Linked DNA regions of Mus musculus: region 2 is linked to region 1. Evidence: chromatin contacts called from public HiChIP or PLAC-seq data. All regions are on one chromosome and are shown on one strand. The core of a region is the stretch at or near the end of the contact, and the rest is flanking DNA. Distances in the headings are between cores, read along the strand shown. Region 1 overlaps Sh2b3 (SH2B adaptor protein 3). Region 2 has its middle 12 kb from the start of Myl2.

What was found. HiChIP or PLAC-seq counts read pairs in DNA pulled down with a chosen protein or histone mark.
Region 2: a contact with region 1 is called in an H3K4me3 HiChIP or PLAC-seq map of forebrain, with 4 times the contacts expected there. The contact joins two enhancer-like sites. A contact is called at or near these places in 5 of 39 promoter capture datasets (embryonic stem cells, frontonasal cranial neural crest, maxillary cranial neural crest and 1 more), 1 of 15 datasets of contacts at CTCF or cohesin (embryonic stem cells), 6 of 484 Hi-C or Micro-C datasets (the Ba/F3 cell line, cardiomyocytes, cortical neurons and 3 more), 16 of 115 datasets of contacts at active chromatin or transcription factors (T-cell acute lymphoblastic leukemia, acute myeloid leukemia, craniofacial prominence and 11 more) and 6 of 9 other capture datasets (adipose tissue, embryonic stem cells, embryonic tail and 3 more).

The regions. Positions count from the first base shown.
Region 1 is chr5:121,827,034-121,830,558 of GRCm38.p6, forward strand. Sh2b3 (SH2B adaptor protein 3) reads right to left here. Exons shown (of 8, transcript NM_008507.4): 2 at 1,369-2,043. The coding sequence starts at 2,016. Among named protein-coding and RNA genes, the nearest start is that of Sh2b3, 8.1 kb to the right of the region's middle. Within about 2 kb of position 1,553, at least 73 of the 459 cell types and tissues checked have an H3K27ac peak or open chromatin away from gene starts, as enhancers often do.
Region 2 is chr5:122,087,469-122,090,993 of GRCm38.p6, forward strand. No RefSeq gene overlaps it. Among named protein-coding and RNA genes, the nearest start is that of Myl2, 12 kb to the right of the region's middle. Within about 2 kb of position 1,618, at least 3 of the 459 cell types and tissues checked have an H3K27ac peak or open chromatin away from gene starts, as enhancers often do.

The DNA.
Region 1 (3,525 bases), core at 303-2,802:
TGTGTGAATGTCACTGTGACATTACTCAGAAAAGTCCCAAGAAAGCCAAGAACAGGAGCGTAGATGCTCATGGCGCCAGTGCTTGGGAGGCCAATGAAGCAAGTCCCTATCCATGGGGAAGAAGGCATTGAAGTGGAAACCACCGAACCACCCAGCAACAGGTATCAGTAAAACAGCGGGCGGGCCAGTGCTGGTGCTGAAGAGCACACCAAACAAGATGAACTCACAGGACTGCAGAGAGGGCTTGGCAGTTAGAGCATCTACTGCCTTGGAAGAGAACCTGAGTTCCATTCCCATCACCCATACCACCTATAACTCCACCTATATCAGGGTACTGGATGGATCCCTTTGGCCTCTGAGCTGCACTTACACATGCTCACATATATGCATACATAACATAAACACAATTAAAAGTAAACACATAGGGACTGAGGATGTAAGCTGGTGACTAGAGTCCTGCTAACCATGCACAATGCCCCAGGTTCAATACCTAGCACCACAAAAGTTGGCCTGGTGGGACATGCTTATAATCCCAGTAGCCAGGAGGTAGACATGTTCAAACCTCAGGTCAGCCTCTACATAGCTAGTTCAAGAGCAGGCTAGGCAACATGCTATCTCAAAAACAAAACCATATATCCAACCTGGAGAGAAAAGGCAGAGAGTGGGGAAATGTGTGTGCTTCTGGGTCACTTGAAGGTACACACTGAAACTCAGAGCACCCCCATTTAGCAGTAACTGGCAAGGAAGATGTCTTATAAGACCTTTGCCACCCTAGCACACCCAACTGCCTTTCTGCTGCAACAGTGCCAGCTGCATGTTCCTGGGGCTTACTCCTTCCACAGCTCCCAGCCCGTAATGTGTGCTTAGCACACAGTAGGTAGTTATCTGGCCTGTGATCATTGCAAAGCATATGCCTGAATATTACTAGTAGTGCCTCGGGGTTGGGCTCACATCACTGTTACTCTACAGCCAAGCTGTTACACAAAATGGGACCACAGAGAAAAGATGAAATGACAGCAGGCAGCCAGGCTTCACACATCCACACAGGAGGGATGGATGCCAGCTGCAAGCTGAAGCACTGAGACCCTAGGCCTCATTTGCCAGCAAGAAGCAAAAGAAAAGAAACTGCAGAGTCGGCATACCAGGTATGCCACTCAGCCTTCATGGACTTCCTGAAAGCTCCAATGTCCACGTTAGGTATATCTGGACTTTCAAAGACTTTGAACCAATATGCTCCAACCCATCAACAGCACAAACAGTCCTTCAACTCTCCGGGGTCGCAGACTCACTGTCCTGGCAGAGTCGGGCCCACAGGGTACCTATTGAAGCTGTGGGCACGCTGTAGCACCACACTCTCCAGGTGCTCACCTTGGGCGGATCGAAGAGCTGCAGAAAGTGGCTGTGGCCCGGACCTGGAGACCGAAGCACCAGGCGACCCCGCTGCCAGCGTGCGCCGCTGTCCATTGCTGCCTCGTCCGCCAGGCTATAGCGCAATACGACCTCCTTGAGCGCCTCAGTGGGCGGCTCTCGCAGGCCCCAGGGTAGCAACTTGCGGGCCGGGCCCGGCCTGCTGGCTGCGGTGGTGTCGATGTCATTGGTGTCACTGGTAGCCCCGGGCAGCTCCCCTGCCGAGCGGCGGCGGAAGAGCTGGCGCAGGCCGCGGCGCAGGTGCTGCAGGGCACAGGCGGGCCGCGGGCCCAGGTCCTCGGAGCTGCGTGCCTTGGGCAGCGCGGGGCGGGGCGGAGCAGTGGCGCGGTAGTCGTGACCCGGCGGTCCTGCGAGGCTCTCGCGCACCTCCCGGCAGAAGTGGCGCTGGAAGAGCTCCGCGAACTGCAGCGACACCAGGTCCGCGCGCGGCGGCTGTGGGTGCGCGCGCGCAAACAACCAGTACTGGCGGGCCAGCTCCCGGGCCGCCGCTGCTGCGTGCTGCTCGCAGAAGTCGCTCCAGCCGCGTGGGGATGCCGGCGAGGCGGGTGCGGAGGATGTGCGGGACGGCTGCACGGTGGGCTCGTTCATGGTGGAGAGCGAGGCGGGGCGGCCGGGCTGTAAGACAAGTCAGAAAGCAATGAGCCCAGAGAACATCCCCGCCCCAGCGACCACCCGGGAACACCCAGCACGTGGAAGCCAGCAAGCAAGCGGGCCTGCAGCTCCCACGTGGTGGATACAGTGGCTAGATGAGATCTACCAGAGAGGCGCTACCTCCTTCAAGGGGGCTCAGCTGTGCACCACTCAGAGCCATGCTTGGCGTTTTCAATAATTTTCCATCTAGTCTCTTCAGGCTTCAGTTGACCATATGAAGTGAAATTTCGGATGAAGGGAACTCCCTACTGGGAAACAGGCTGTTCACAGCATATCCAAGTGAAAACTGACAGGATAGCCAGGGCTGCTTTGTAAAGACTAAAACACAGGCTCTCCACCGCCCATGCTAGGTGTTCTAAAGCAGTACAGCTGCTTCTGTGGGGGACAGTCTCACAAGAGGAATTTTAGACTCATTTCCCACAATTAAAAGGTTTTAACGTTGCCGAGCGTGGTAGCGCACGCCTTTAATCTCAGCACTTGGGAAGCAGAGGCAGGCGGATTTCTGAGTTCGAGGCCAGCCTGCTCTACAAAGTGAGGACAGCCAGAACTACACAGAAAAACCCTGTCTTGGAGAAAAAAAAAAAAAGGTTTTAATGTAAACACTTGCTCATAGGCCCAGAGCCACAGCTCCCTGCTGTTGGTGACAACCCCAACCAGCAGATAAAGCTGGGGACGCAAGGACCCTGGTTCGTCCCCTAGTAGGAGTCTGGGGCTATCTACCACCTCTTCCAGGGAGCTCCAGGCTCGAACCCACCCTCCACCCTGTAGGAACTATTTACTCTGCACACAAACCAAGGCTCGCGTGTTTCTCCAGCTAGTTTTTACAGGTATGCGACCACATTTGTTAAGGGAACACCTAATGGTGAACAAGAAAAGCCTGAAGGGCAGACCCATGCTGAAATGGAAGACTGTGAAGGCAGATTTGGGGTTGGGGGGATGACTGAAGCAGAGGAGTACTACTTAGCTCTAGAAAGCATGGTCAGAGCATGGACTCTGAAGCCCACTCTCAGCAGCTAGGTCATCCTGAGTGACCTCCCATGGTTCTCCACCTCAGTTTCCATGCCAGAGGAACTAACTCACCCTGCCCACTTCCAAGTGCTACAAAGAAAGACTCAATTACGAATGGCTTAAAATCTGGGGAAGTAGCCGGGCGTGGTGGCGCACGCCTTTAATCCCAGCACTCAGGAGGCAGAGGCAGGTGGATTTCTGAGTTTGAGGCCAGCCTGGTCTACAAAGTGAGTTCCAGGACAGCCAGGGCTATAGAGAAACCCTGTCTCAAAAAACCAAAAAAAAAAAAAAAAAATCTGGGGAAGTTCAATGTGACTGGCTACTGTCCTCATAGAGAAAATGTTGGGAGTGTGGGGACAGTCACACAGATGAAAAGCAGCCTGTAGTGACCAGACTCTACACAGGGATGTAAACACCTCTAAGCTTGATGGAGAACTC
Region 2 (3,525 bases), core at 368-2,867, 260 kb after region 1:
CACACACACGTGCATGCAGGCACGCACACATATATACACACACATGCATGCACTCACACTCTCACACACTAAGCTTTGGTGGGATATCATCCTGCCTGCACTTCCACTGCCCTGTGACTCAGGAGGCCAAGGTAGGAGAATCATGAGTTCAAGTAAAACACAGTTAAAAAAAAAAAAACCCTTCCCTAATAAAATGAAAAGAAGAGTTTTTGTGTTATTTGACACCTGTCTTAGTCAGAGTCTCTATTCCTGCACAAACATCATGACCAAGAAGCAAGTTGGGGAGGAAAGGGTTTATTCAGCTTACACTTCCACACTGTTGTTCATCACCAAAGAAAGTCAGGACTAGAACTCAAGCAGGTCAGAAAGCAGGAGCTGATGCAGAGGCCATGGAGGGATGTTACTTACTGGCTTGCTTCCCCTGGCTTGCTCAGCCTGCTTTCTTATAGAACCCAAGACTGCCAGCCCAGAGCTGGCACCACCCACAAGGGACCTTTCCCCCTTGATCACTAATTGAGAAAATGCCTTACAGCTGGATCTCATGGAGGCATTTCCTCAACTGAAGCTCCTTTCTCTGTGATAACTCCAACCTGTGTCAAGTTGACACACAAAACCAGCCAGTACACCACCACCTGTGTTTAAGTTAGTCTATTCAAGTTTGAGATGATATGATGTAAGGTCCTAGGGAGATTGCTCAGTGGTTAGGAGCACTGGCTGCTCTTCCAGAGGTCTGAAGTTCGATGCTCAGCACCTCCAAGGCTGCTCACAGCTTCCTATAACTGCAGTCCCATGGATCCCATACCTTCTTCCAGTGCGCTGATACACATACCAACAGAACACCCATGTACATTAAAAACATACAGGCATCTATTTCTAAAGAGAGATTGTATGGTGTGAAGTAATTGCTGTGTGGTGGCTTGAATGAGAATGGTCCCGTAGGCTCATATGTTTGAACGGTTGGTCCCCAGTTGATGGACCGTTTAGGAAGGATTAGGGGGGTATGGACTTGTTGGAGGAGGAGGTGTCGCTGGAGATGTGGCTTTGAGGTTTCAAAAGAACATGACAGGCCAAGTCTGTCTGTCTGTGTCTGTCTCTCTGTCTCTCTGTCTCTCTCCTCTCTCTCTGCCTATAACTTAGAGACCTGGTGTGAGCTCTCAGCTACCTCTCCAGCACCACGCTCGCCTGCCACTGTGCCCCCGCCGAGATGTGCATGGATTCACGTCACGGGACTAGAACAATAACTAAGACACTTCCTTAGCCATCAGCCTCTAAATCCCCAGAATTTCAGAACCACCTTTCACGAACACCAGTTTTATTCCCTAAAATCCCCAGAGATACTTCTAGAAAGACAAAAGAAACGCACTCGGTAATGACGAGACATGAGGGGCTTTCTGATGTAAGCCATGAAGAATTTTTTTTTTTTAATACAGGCGTCTTCCTCATCCTGTGACATCAAAGTTTCTGAGGTGGTCTTCAGTGCTCCACCATGCTCCCATACAGAGGCGACACCCATGTCTCAGTTCCTGGGTTCAGTAGTCTGGGACACATAAGAGGACCGAGCAGGGCTTGTGTCTAAGTGTGGCTTAAAACAGGGCTCCTGGAGAACAGTGGGCTGTGTCATACCGCCACCTTGTGGAGAAGTTCTGACTAGCAATGCGAACGAGCCCTCCAGCTCTGCTGGTCCAGCCTGGGGATGGGCCTTGCTCCTGGCACCTCCTGTTAATGGAGCTCCAGGGCAGGGAGAGAGGGCAGACAGGGGTGGAGGAACAGAGGGAGTAGTGGCCTCCTGAGACCACACCAGGCCCTGAAGGCCTCCAGGGGGACAGGCCTGGAAACCTGGAACAGCACTCAAGAGCCTGAGGCAAGAGAATTGCTAGAAGTTCAAGGCTGGTCCGAGCTGCAAATTCTGTCTCAAAAACATTAAAAAGCCAGGTGTGGGGCTGAAGAGATGGCTCAGTGGTTAAGAGCACCAGCTACCCTTCCAAAGGTCCTGAGTTCAAATTCCAGCAACCACATGGTGGCTCACAACCATCCGTAATAAGATCTGACGCCCTCTTCTGGTATGTCTGAAGACAACTACAGGGTACTTAGATATAATAAATAATCTTTTTTTAAAAATTAAAAAAAAAAGCCAGGTGTGGTGGCTTACGCCTTTAATCAATCCCAGCAGGAGTAGATGAATTTCTGTGCATTTGAGATCAGCCTAGTCTACATCAGCGGTTCTTAGCCTTCCTAACGCTAAGAGCCCTTAATACAGTTCTTCGTGTTGTGGTGACCCCTAACCATAAAAATCATTTTCGTTACTACATCATAATTTTAATTTTGCTACTGTTATAAGTCATAATGTAAGTATCTGATATGCCAGATATTTGATATTCGACCTTTGTGAAAAAAGGGGGGGTCGGGACCCACAGGTTGAGAACTGCTGTCTTCTCAGTGCGTTCCAGGGACAGCCAAAGCTACATAATACAGAGAACTTGTCTCAGCAGAAACAGCGCATACATTTTAAAATAAACAAAATATAGGGGCTGGAGAGGTAGCTCAGTAATTAAGAGTACTGATCACTCTTTTCCTTCTCTCTTTTTTTTTTTTTTTTTTTTTTTTTTTTGGTTTTTTCAGACAAGGTTTCTCTGTGTAGCCTTGGCTGTCCTGGAACTCACTCTGTAGACCAGGCTGGCCTCCAACTCAGAAATCCACCTGCCTCTGCCTCCCAAGTGCTGGGATTAAAGGCCTGTGCCACCACAGCCTGATACAAGTGTTCTTAACTTAGCCATCTCTCCAGCCCCATCACTTGATTCAAGGGTCACCTTAGAGCTGCGTGGTGTGGGTAGCAGAGGCACACAGGAAACTAAGGACCTCCTCACCTATAGGCAACTGGCTTTCAATTTGGAAGTTGCCTATACAATTTGGTAGTACAATACACTGGTCTTCCCTATGTAAAAAGTAAATAAGAAAAACAAGTTTGTTCACTCACACTTGGCTCTCCCTACAAAATTACCTTGACATGGATGATAGATAAAGGCAAACCCTGAAACAATGAAACGTCTCAGAAGCAACACCAGAGACTGTCTTCACAGCTCAAGTGTGGTAAAGATTTGTGGCAGACAAATCATAGAATCTGCACTTGTAAAGGAAAAAATCCTGGAGCCAGGGTGCACACCTTCCATCCCAGAGGCAGGTGGATCTCTGAGTTCAAGGCTAACCTGGTCTACAGAGAGAGTTCCAACACAGACAGAGCTACACAGAGAAACCCTGTCTCAAAAAAAGAAAGAGCGAGAAAGTTAGAGAGAAAGAGAGAGGAAAGAAGAGGAGGAGGAGGAGGAGATGACTCCAGGCCAGCCTTGCAGACTCCAAGGGGCCACTCTGAGAACAAGTGACTCAGTACCAAGGAAGTGTGAGCCCAGTATTCAGGGGGGCTGAGGCAGGAGGGCTGTGAGGTCAAGGCTAGCCTAGGAGGTTATATCTAAAAAATTATTAAATTAAATTAAAACAAATAAACCATGTCCTGGGGGTCCCCTGTGGTGA